3 separate regions of the Sus scrofa genome follow, and regions 1 and 2 are each linked to region 3. A link is a contact called in public HiChIP or PLAC-seq data. All regions are on one chromosome and are shown on one strand. The core of a region is the stretch at or near the end of the contact, and the rest is flanking DNA. Distances in the headings are between cores, read along the strand shown.

What was found. HiChIP or PLAC-seq counts read pairs in DNA pulled down with a chosen protein or histone mark.
Region 1: a contact with region 3 is called in an H3K27ac HiChIP or PLAC-seq map of skeletal muscle. The contact joins the enhancer-like site here to the promoter of SNRK in region 3. A contact is called at or near these places in 1 of 5 promoter capture datasets (liver), 11 of 47 Hi-C or Micro-C datasets (brain, embryonic fibroblasts, fetal heart ventricle and 6 more) and 1 of 2 datasets of contacts at active chromatin or transcription factors (skeletal muscle).
Region 2: an H3K27ac HiChIP or PLAC-seq map of skeletal muscle shows a contact between it and region 3, with 4 times the contacts expected there. The contact joins the enhancer-like site here to the promoter of SNRK in region 3. A contact is called at or near these places in 1 of 5 promoter capture datasets (liver), 9 of 47 Hi-C or Micro-C datasets (brain, embryonic fibroblasts, fetal heart ventricle and 5 more) and 1 of 2 datasets of contacts at active chromatin or transcription factors (skeletal muscle).

The regions. Positions count from the first base shown.
Region 1 is chr13:26,568,166-26,571,217 of Sscrofa11.1, reverse strand. The region is part of intron 1 of LOC110256581 (a long non-coding RNA gene); the gene reads right to left. Among named protein-coding and RNA genes, the nearest start is that of POMGNT2, 66 kb to the right of the region's middle. Within about 2 kb of position 1,622, at least 35 of the 83 cell types and tissues checked have an H3K27ac peak or open chromatin away from gene starts, as enhancers often do. A contact at or near this core is called in embryonic fibroblasts, liver, retroperitoneal adipose tissue and 2 more, where this site is marked.
Region 2 is chr13:26,549,302-26,552,607 of Sscrofa11.1, reverse strand. LOC110256580 (a long non-coding RNA gene) reads left to right here. Exons shown (of 2, transcript XR_002338245.1): 2 at 349-1,799. Among named protein-coding and RNA genes, the nearest start is that of POMGNT2, 47 kb to the right of the region's middle. Within about 2 kb of position 1,872, at least 25 of the 83 cell types and tissues checked have an H3K27ac peak or open chromatin away from gene starts, as enhancers often do. A contact at or near this core is called in brain, fetal skeletal muscle, liver and 3 more, where this site is marked.
Region 3 is chr13:26,667,723-26,670,642 of Sscrofa11.1, reverse strand. SNRK (SNF-related serine/threonine-protein kinase) reads right to left here and starts at 1,435. Exons shown (of 8, transcript XM_021071714.1): 1 at 1,295-1,435. The coding sequence starts at 1,383. It overlaps LOC102166555 (a long non-coding RNA gene), which reads left to right and starts at 1,517. Exons shown (of 2, transcript XR_306751.3): 1 at 1,517-1,633; 2 at 1,852-2,068.

The sequences.
Region 1 (3,052 bases), core at 373-2,872, 100 kb after region 3:
AAGGCAGCCCTTCCTGCTGCCCCCCCACCCCCACCCCTGAGGATCCCAAACTCCTCTTTTATGTTATTTTTTATTTTTGAATTAAAGTATAGTTGGTTTACAGTGTTGTGCCAATTTCTGCTGTATAGCAGTAACCCAGTCATATGTATTATGTAATATACATATTCTCTTTTTCTTCTATTATCTTCCATCAAGGTCTCTCCCAAGAGAGTGGATATGGTTCCATGTGCTGTGCGGCAGGACGTCATTGCCAACTCCTCTTCTAGTTTTGTTCTCGCTTTTCAGTTTCCTTGGTGTGTCTTCCCCTCTGGCCCCACTAACTGTCTGTAAATGACAGACAAGGCCACCCACAGGGGGTCGGAGAATGGGGAGTACCTGTGCCCCTGTTCCAGCTCTTACCTTGAGGGCAGTGGTTTCATTCCCCGACAACCTAAGCAGGTATCGGGAATATAAATTCAGGCCCGGTCGTGGGGCTTCTGGGCAGAGGGGGCGCTGAATCAGACAATAGTGCCTGGAGCCAGGCTGACGTGTGGCCCCTAAACTCCATGACCGTAGGCAGTTCTTTATCTCCTGCAGTCCTTATCTATAATTGCTGGTGATAACCTCTTCCTTAAGGGATTGTTGAAAGTCCTGAAGGAGGTCACCTCTTCTGACCTATAGCACGTGTGCAATAAGGCTTCCCTCGGCCCATGTGATCTCCACAGCCTCACCAGCACCCTTCATAGCACAGCTCCCTGTGCTCTGTGCCCCAGGGTCTTCCTAGTGCCTGGCATCCCTTCTCACTTTGTGTTCCCATCATGACCCTAAGAGGTTGCACTTTTGAAGTGTTACAGCCTTTCTCCTCTTCCAGATAAGAAAAGAGAAGTAAAGTCACCTGCTCACAGTGACCCAGCAGGGAGTGACTGTCACTGCGGTGGGAGGGCCTTTGCAGCTTTATTTGCATGGGAAGTTTTCCCAGGGAACTTTGAGGGGGGTGGGAGTCCTACACCCCAAAGTAGACAGGGCTCCAGAACCTTCCGTGGCTCTCTTGCAAAACGAACCCGCAAGGAACGCAGGGGTCAAATGAGGCCAACAATTCAGGGACTTGGCAGGTGCTGCCGGATTTGTGGTCATCAGCCCCTGCTGGGCCTGCCTTCCTCCTCCATTTCCTGGGCCATCTTTTATCCAGGATGTCCCCTTTTCTCCAGAACGCCTTCCAGCAAATCCAATAAAAGCAGGGACCAGGTGAGCAGGAATAGCCTGGATGTCAGAGATCAACAGACATCTAGCCACAAAGCCCGAGCATATTTGCTTTGTAACCTGAAATTATTATTTTTGTTTCAAAGGCTTTAATTTAGGAAGATCTAGATGTTCATCAAGGCTCCAACTGCTGAGGAAAGTGTATTTTAAAGGCCAGCTGCAGAGGCAAACACACTTTGCCTTTGCCGTTCTGTTGGGGCTGCATCCAGCCTTGACATTAAAACAGTTCCGTTTCTGTGCTGACAGCGTATGTGGACACAGCCAGGATTTCCCGTGCCTCCACCCTGCCATTTCCTCTCTGCGTCTGAGCTGCTCTCCTCCTTTCCTCTCTCCCTCCCTCCCCACAACTTACTCAGATCTGTGAGTAAATGTTCAGGAATGTTCTGGAAAGTGGGATCATTTAGGCTCCAGACAGGCAGGGGTTCAAAGTCCAGCTCAACCATTTCTGGGCTATGCACACACACGGCCAGTTCACCTCTCTGAGTGTCAGATGTTCACCTGGAAACTGAGATCACATGAAGGTGGATTTGCCCGGAGCCTGGCACAAGGTAAAGGGGTAATAAATGGAATCAGGCAATATGCCTTTTGACCAGGAGTTCCCATAGTGGCTTGGTGGTAATGAACCCGACTAGAATCCATGAAGAGGCAGGTTTGATCCCTGGCCTTGCCCAGTGGGTTAAGGATCTGGCATTGCTGTGAGCTGTGGTGTAGGCCAATAGCTGTAGCTCTGATTTGACCCCTAGCCTGGGAACCTCCATAAGCTGTGGGTGGGGCCCTAAAAAAAAAAACCAAAAAAACCCTTTCAACCAAAGCCAAGTGTGAGTCTGGGGCACATGTGTCCTTAGCACTTTCGAAGGACCTGCTTCCCCTTTGTCTCTCTCCATAGCCTTGGCCTCAACCGCAGATGCCTCCTGCCTTCAAGTCTGCCTCTGAGATGACCTGCTCCACATGTCCATGGCTGCTTCTGTGACTCCCTCCATCCCAAGCAAAATGGATCTGTGCCACTCTCTGCCCAGCGTTCAGCTGGGCTGATGAACCAACCTTGGCTGACACTTCAACGGAGAGAGGCGATGTTTGACCAAGACCCAGAGACAAGGCATCAGGGAAGCAGAGGCTGCCAGTCACCCATATTTCCCAAATATCTGGGCCAGGAGCTCACTCTTGCCAATGCCACTAAGAACTATGAATGGTAACCATTTGGGCAGGTTGCAGACCTATGGCAGAAGGAAGATGTCCGTCTTTGAACTTGAGATCACACTGCTTAGGCAGCTGCTAGGCCAATCTCTGTCCATGATGCCTGCCTTTCCACAGCAAGCAGAGGGCCATGGAAAGTGAAAGAAGGATGCCCACATGCCCTCCCCCCACTCCCTCACTGCCAGGCGAGGAGAGACGCTGCGCCAGGGTCCAGAGATCAGGGCTTGGACATCACTCTGCTCATGACTCATGCACAACACAGGCAGGTCATTACCCACTGTTGTGGCTAAAAGGCTATAATAGCACTTGGCCTCTCCCTGCTTCATATCGGTGACTCGGAGGATTAATGAGGGAATGAGTGCTAAGCTTGGTAAATGCAGCTTTATTCCCCCACTGGTCCCTCTGATTACCCCACAAAGCTGATGGGAAATAGCAAAGGTCAAAGTTCGCTTTAGATGAGGTTGAGGTCCTCTCCCAGTGTGGTTCTGAGCTCTGCGTCTGTGTCACCCTCACCTGGGTGAGGCCCTGGGGTCAGACTTAGAAAGGGGTGGGATGGGAGGGGGAATATCCTCCAAGCTCTGGCCACAAGCCTGGGGCATTTCATATGGCAAGTCAGCCA
Region 2 (3,306 bases), core at 623-3,122, 120 kb after region 3:
ATGCTCTATAGCTTTGGGGGGCTGTCTTTCCTTGAGTCACTGTGAGGACCTGCTAAATGTGAGGATCCATCGCAAGGTCTGTCACTGACCCTAGAGGAAGGGGGGTCATCCTGAGGCAGCCTTCCTGCTTCCTGCAGAATCAGCTTGGTCGACAGAGAGACAAGGGGTGGGACCAGCTGGCTTGAAATCCTGTCCAGCCCAGCCGCTTAGGCTAACCAATGAATATGCAGAACTTCCTTGGACATTCTGAGCCTGGGGAAACTCACTCTCCCCCAGGCAGCATTCCCTGGTTTCATCTTGAGAGTCAAGCGGCCTGAGCTAGTATCCCATTTTTATCTTCTCCTACAGGCTTGCGTGTGACCTTGGAGAAATGATTTGCTCTCTCTGTTCCTGGTGTTCTTTATAAAATGGAGACAACACAAGTACCTGCCTGGGGCAGTTGCTGGAGTGGTGGTGAATGAGATGACATAGAGAACACATACCTAGCCCTGCCGACTGTGCCTGGTAGCCAGTCTGCCCCTTTAAGCTTAGCCGTTGCTCCGAGGTCTGCCCTCTGCAGCAGTCATCTGTCCCAGCCGGAGAAATGAGCGGGGCTGCTATACAGACGAGGACTGTGCCAGGCTGCCCGCTGGCAGGAGGAGAAGGGCTGATGGGATCCCAAAGCGCTGCTCCTGAACTGTGTCGACGGAGGGGAGTTCAGACCCTACTGGAGTCCAGAACGCGGGTGCACTCTGCCACCTGCTCTGCATGAGCCCTCCCTGAGGGCGAGTTCCTCAACCTGGGACTGTCGATTTGTTCACCTTTTCAATGGAAGTAACATACCCACCACTGTGTCAGGGAAAGATGCAACTGCTAATACCTAAGACGTGATAAGCACACGGACTGGCACCTACTAAAGATTTATTTCAGATTATAAAAAGTTGCTATTTCTGCTCTTAACTTTTTTCTTTATTGTAAAGTGCTCCCCTTCCACGCCCACCACCCTGTTTCAAACAAAGAGCACACCAAAGTTTCTGTAAATCTGGTCCTGTTTGAACCCAAGCAGACGTGACTTTAATGTGATATCACAAAGGTTCAGACCAGGTCCTGTGTTACCCAAACTGCCTCCTTGTTGGCTGATCACATGACTGTCATTCCCTTCACATGCCCGGAGCTCAGGCTGCGAGCTAAAATCAGAATGAGCCAAAGGTTTCCGGTCAATTCAGCCTAAGATTCTTCCCCTTGTGACGACATCGGGGCCTCTGCATCATGAGCCGGGGTGCGGGGGAGGAGCCTGTGTGGTTGTACTGGTACCCCTCGCCCACCTCGCCCCTCTCCCCCCTCAGTGGCCCTGGGACCCAGGGCGTGAGAGAGGGAGAAGGTGTGCCAGTCCTCAGAGCCACCTGCAACCGCACAGACAGCACCCCCTACCCGACTCTATCCCCAGCCCAGGACCACTTTGCCTCCACAGAGATCCAGGCGTCTTCCTTAGTGCAACCGGGCCAGGGGCTGTGCCTCTGCCACTTCTCCAAGCTGGTGCCCAGTGGAATTGGCCAGGGATGCAGTGGCTCTGTTGGCAGCCCCGAGGGGCAGAGGGGCATTCTGTGCCATTTGGACAGAGTCACATTTCCAACTGGATTGAAAGTGGAATCTTTAATAATATATAGATTTTTCAGTGACTGAAGCCTTGCTCTTGCCAAATCCTAGCATAAAGCATATTTTTACAGCTGGGATGATAAATCCCTGAAAGACGGCACTTACCATGGAAACGCTGACACAGCCTTTCATTCCCTTCGCAGTGATTAAAATCCTCATTTCAATTTGTTTTCCTTTATTTTGAGCTGGAGTCATTTGCAAGTCCTAGGAATACATCTCCTGGTGGTGGTAGAAAACTAAATGCTGCCCTCTGTCAGAAATCAGAGGGAACTGCTCTTCACTCCCTGGAGTGGAGCAATGGCTTGGAGGATTATGGAAACCAGGAAAACAGGCCTTCTTACTAGGAATCTTACCAGGAGAGAAATTCCTGCAGGACTTAACCCAGTTTCCTAGGCAAAGGGAGGCAGGGAAGGGAAGGCAGCTAATAAAAGGCTTGTTAGCAAACCAGAGGCCACTAGGGGCAACTGGAGATTCGGCCCACCGGGGAATTCTCTAAGCCAGTATGGACTTAGCACCTCAGTCATCCTGCTGGAGAGGCAGGAGAGTTCCTCGTTGGTTGCGGGCTGCTGGCCATCAATTCTTAGGCACTTAGGGCCTGACGGCCTTCGCAGGTTCCAGGCAGAGATGCGGATCTTGGCAAATGGAGGGCCAGCCCTTGTCATGTTGAGGCCCCAGCAGATATGGGCAGCCTCCCATCTGTCTGCTGCACCCACTCTCCATTGCTCCTTTTATTCTCCTTTGGACCATTTCATTTGCAGGGATATTTTATGCCCTTGGAATTAAGGGGTGATGCCTTCTGTTTAGTCATGGCCTACAGTCTTTGCTGAACCAAACGCCCAGTGTCCTACCAACTAGATGCTTCAGGATGTTTTTCTTACTTTCCAGGTCCCTTAATTGATAATAAAATCTGTCATGGGCCTGACCACAGTTCTTAATCAACCAGTGAGACTGCAGCGGCGCCCCTGGTCTGAAAGCCCGACGCAGTCTCAGGTTTCTTCTTCTAAAAAGGCATCCCCATCATTCAGCTGTGCAGATCTCACGAGGATGCAGCCTAATGGGATTGGGATTGTTTCTCCAATTCTGCTCGCAGGCAGTGCTTGGGGGAGCAATTTTCCAAAATGTGTCCCACAGACACTCAGTGAACAGAGATACTCTTCACAAGAGGGCTTCAGAGATCGGTTACTGTTGGTAAAATTGCTAGAAACAGCCCCTTCTTAAAGGTCACACTACCTGCCAGCATCTTAAAGGCTCTGAGAGGTACTGCAGGGAGAAAAATCCAAATAGCTTTGCTTAACTCATTGTTTCCCAACTTATTTCATCACGAGACCTCTTCTTGGGGAACATCTGTTACCATCCTCTGACACTAGGTTGTGCTACATGTAAAATGCCTTTATTTGTCCTTTTCCCCCTTATCTTACTAAATTTTAAAAATATTTTCATTATATAAACATTACATGTTCATTGGAGAAAAACTGGAAAATGCAAATAAGCAAAAAAAGGAGACAGATCTGGCGTTGCTGTGGCTGTGGTGTAGGCCGGTGATCACAGCTCCAATTAGACCCCTGGCCTGGGAACCTCCATATGCCCCAAGCGTGGCCCTAAAAAGTAAATTAAAAAAAAAAAAAGGAGAGAAGGAAGCACTGAGGCCCAATTACTGTGGATGTTTGGGTT
Region 3 (2,920 bases), core at 186-2,685:
TCACCACTTGTACAGTACATTCCTCTTCAGGAATCCAATTCCAACAGAAATATTTAAGCAGACGTTGAAGACAGATTTCCTCAAGGGAATGATTTTATAAATCTGGAGAGCAATGTAGCAAGATCATAAATTAACAAATTGATTACATAAACCTTGACAACGCTAGGCTTTAAAGTACACTGAGACAGATCCCGATAAATTAGACTGATTTGAGGCTAGTTCCCCAACCCCATACAAGGAACCTAAACTGCAGCAGCTGATGCTTGATAGGAATCCGGTGGAAATTAAACAGGCTGCCAAACACTTGCAGTTCATCACCTGCTCACCATGCTTCACCTTTCACCATAAAACGTGAAACGCATTAAGTCAGCTTTACCAGCTGCTCCTAAGACTGTGAAAATGTACTCAATTAAATGGAAAGGAGGAAAAAGTAACTTGACAGTTTGAAAAATTCTATATTCTCAGACGTCTGTCGGTTGACTACTGCTAAACCCCACCTCTCCAATACTGGACTTGAACCGAACTCCCTATAAAGCGACTGGATTTTATCTGATCCAACTGTTAGGAACAGCACAGCTCCAGGACCACCCCTCCCGGCCCAGGATAAAAGGTTGTCACTTTCCTAGATCCCAAGTCCAAGTTAAAGTCAGGAAGGCTTTTGCAAAACGGTCCAGAAAGAAATCAACAGGCGATGACTATGGAAAAGAAAGGAGGTTTTCCAATCTGAAAAATTCTAGCTGTCCCTTGGGAATGGCACTGCTCCTCCTTCCTTACCCCGATGCCCTTTCTCTACAGACAACAATATCCCCATTCTATTGTACGGCTGCAGTTTTAGCAAGGAATTCCCTTGCTGCGCCAGATTGCTAGATCTTTTGAGAAAGGAAAACACATTTGGTGAAGAATACACGCCGCACTCGGCCCGCTCCGGGGCGGGGCGTGGGGATGCGGGCGCCTCCCGAGGTGCCGCAATCCCGCTGCGGCCCCAAGGGCAGGGCCTCGGTGCGCCCGCGGCCAGCCGCCGCAGTGCCCGCTCCCGTCCGGGCCCCGCCGCCGCCCGCCGCCAGGCGCCAGGCCCCGCCGCCGCCGCCGCCGCGCCGAGTCTGGGCCGCCGCAGTCCGGGCCCGAGACGCGGCCGGCGCGGAGAGCGCGGAGCGCGCAACTTACTTTCCGCCTGCGGCGGGCGCCCCGGCCCGAGAGCCCAGCCCGGCAACCGCCGAGGCGACTAGGCGGCGGAGGCCGGCCCCACCCCCGCCCACGGCCGCGGCGCCTGACCGAGCTCTGCGCTCGCTCCTACCTCAGCTGGCAGGCGGCGTCAGTCCACAGCGGCCGCGGCGCCAAAGACTCCCTCCCGGCCGCCGAATCCCCGCACCCAGCGCTAATCATAATACCAAGCGGGCGGCGGGCCGCGGGGAGGGGGTGGGGCTGAGGGCCGATATGCGCCTGCGCGAGACATACGTCACTATGACGCGTGCGCCGGGGCCGGGCCTCGGGGAGGGCGGGGCGGGGAGCACCTGCGGGCTCCCGCGAGCGTGGTGCTGGAGGGCATCCTGGCAGCTTCTCGACCCCAGTGTCTGCGCTGCGGCTGGCGGTAGGAAGGGGCGAGCGCCGAAGCAGGAGAGAGGATGATGAAGGAGTAAGCAGTAGGGACAAAGGACAATTCCCCCCAGAAAAGTGGGGGAAATCGGAGAGAAGGGACCGCATCCTCACAGGACTCTGCGTCCTGGGCCCCGGGGATGAGGGCATTGTACCCTTTTAAAGGCTCACCCCATCTCCCGACACAAGTTTAAGCAAGAATAGGGAAAGTGTTCAATATGTATTCGTATATATATTTTTTTTCCTCTCTCTCTACAGTTTCTTCTCTCTGGGAATCCAATTTGAAGGAATTTTGTTGATTTTGTTGCTATTTAAACAAAAGGAGAAAAACCCAGCATTTGAATGCAGCGCTGGCTTTAAAGGTCACCGGGAGGCATTTGCCTAGCCAGGCGGCCTCCTCAGGAAAAGCGTGGAAAGGTGAAAAGTCGTGGGAAGTATTAAAACATGAAGTCAGGGATTCAGAACACGCCGGGCATTAACCGTACACTAGATGGTTCCGCAGCATGGTCACCAGCCGGGTGGCTCCCGCAGGGAGCTTAGCGCAGGCCAGAGGTTGGGTTTGGGAGGGTGGCAAAGAGGAGCAAGGGCTCCCGTCTCCCACTCTTGGAAGCTTGGCGCGCAATGGAGTTCGGCTCTCCAGGGTTCCTGGAAGGGAGTGACAAGCCAGATGCCAGATTTCTCCAACCTACTTTTCCCTGATTCTCCCTTGATCTCCACCCCTCCCGGAAGAAAGGAACCCTCGCAGTGAAAGACACAAGCAGGGGTAAAACAAACAAAAACTACTGCTTAGGTGCTCCAAGTTTGATTAAATCGTCTGGATGAGAAGAGAAATTTAGATAGCTTTAGCAAAAGTCTCTTTGGACCTGCAAATGTCAGAAGGCTCTTCTTTCAGACTCTCTCCCAGGTGTCTGAAGATGACTGGGAAGCAGGAGTGGATTGTTGGGAGGTGCAAACCCTCAGGGTAGTAAGTAAGGTTTTCTATTAAAGGGGGTCTCTGACCCTCAGGGCAGAGTCAAGGCTCCAACTCTGGGATAACACTGGCTTAGAAAGAATAACTCACAGCTTCTAACTTGGTTTATGGAATTCCTTCCTTTGTTGCTGGAAAATGAGAAGGCCTTGCACTTTTCTCCTTAGGGAGATATCACTACTCAGGGAACCCTGTCACCAAGTAAAGGGGTGAAATTACCACTCTAATGCTCTCCCAGAGGATTTTCAGTGGTTAAAAGGCCTCTATTGCTAGGTCTCTAGCCCCTGAGATAGAACAGTAACTACAGAACAATGGCTTCAGTAGATAAGCCCTAGGAAGAGAAAGTATTAATGTTGCTGC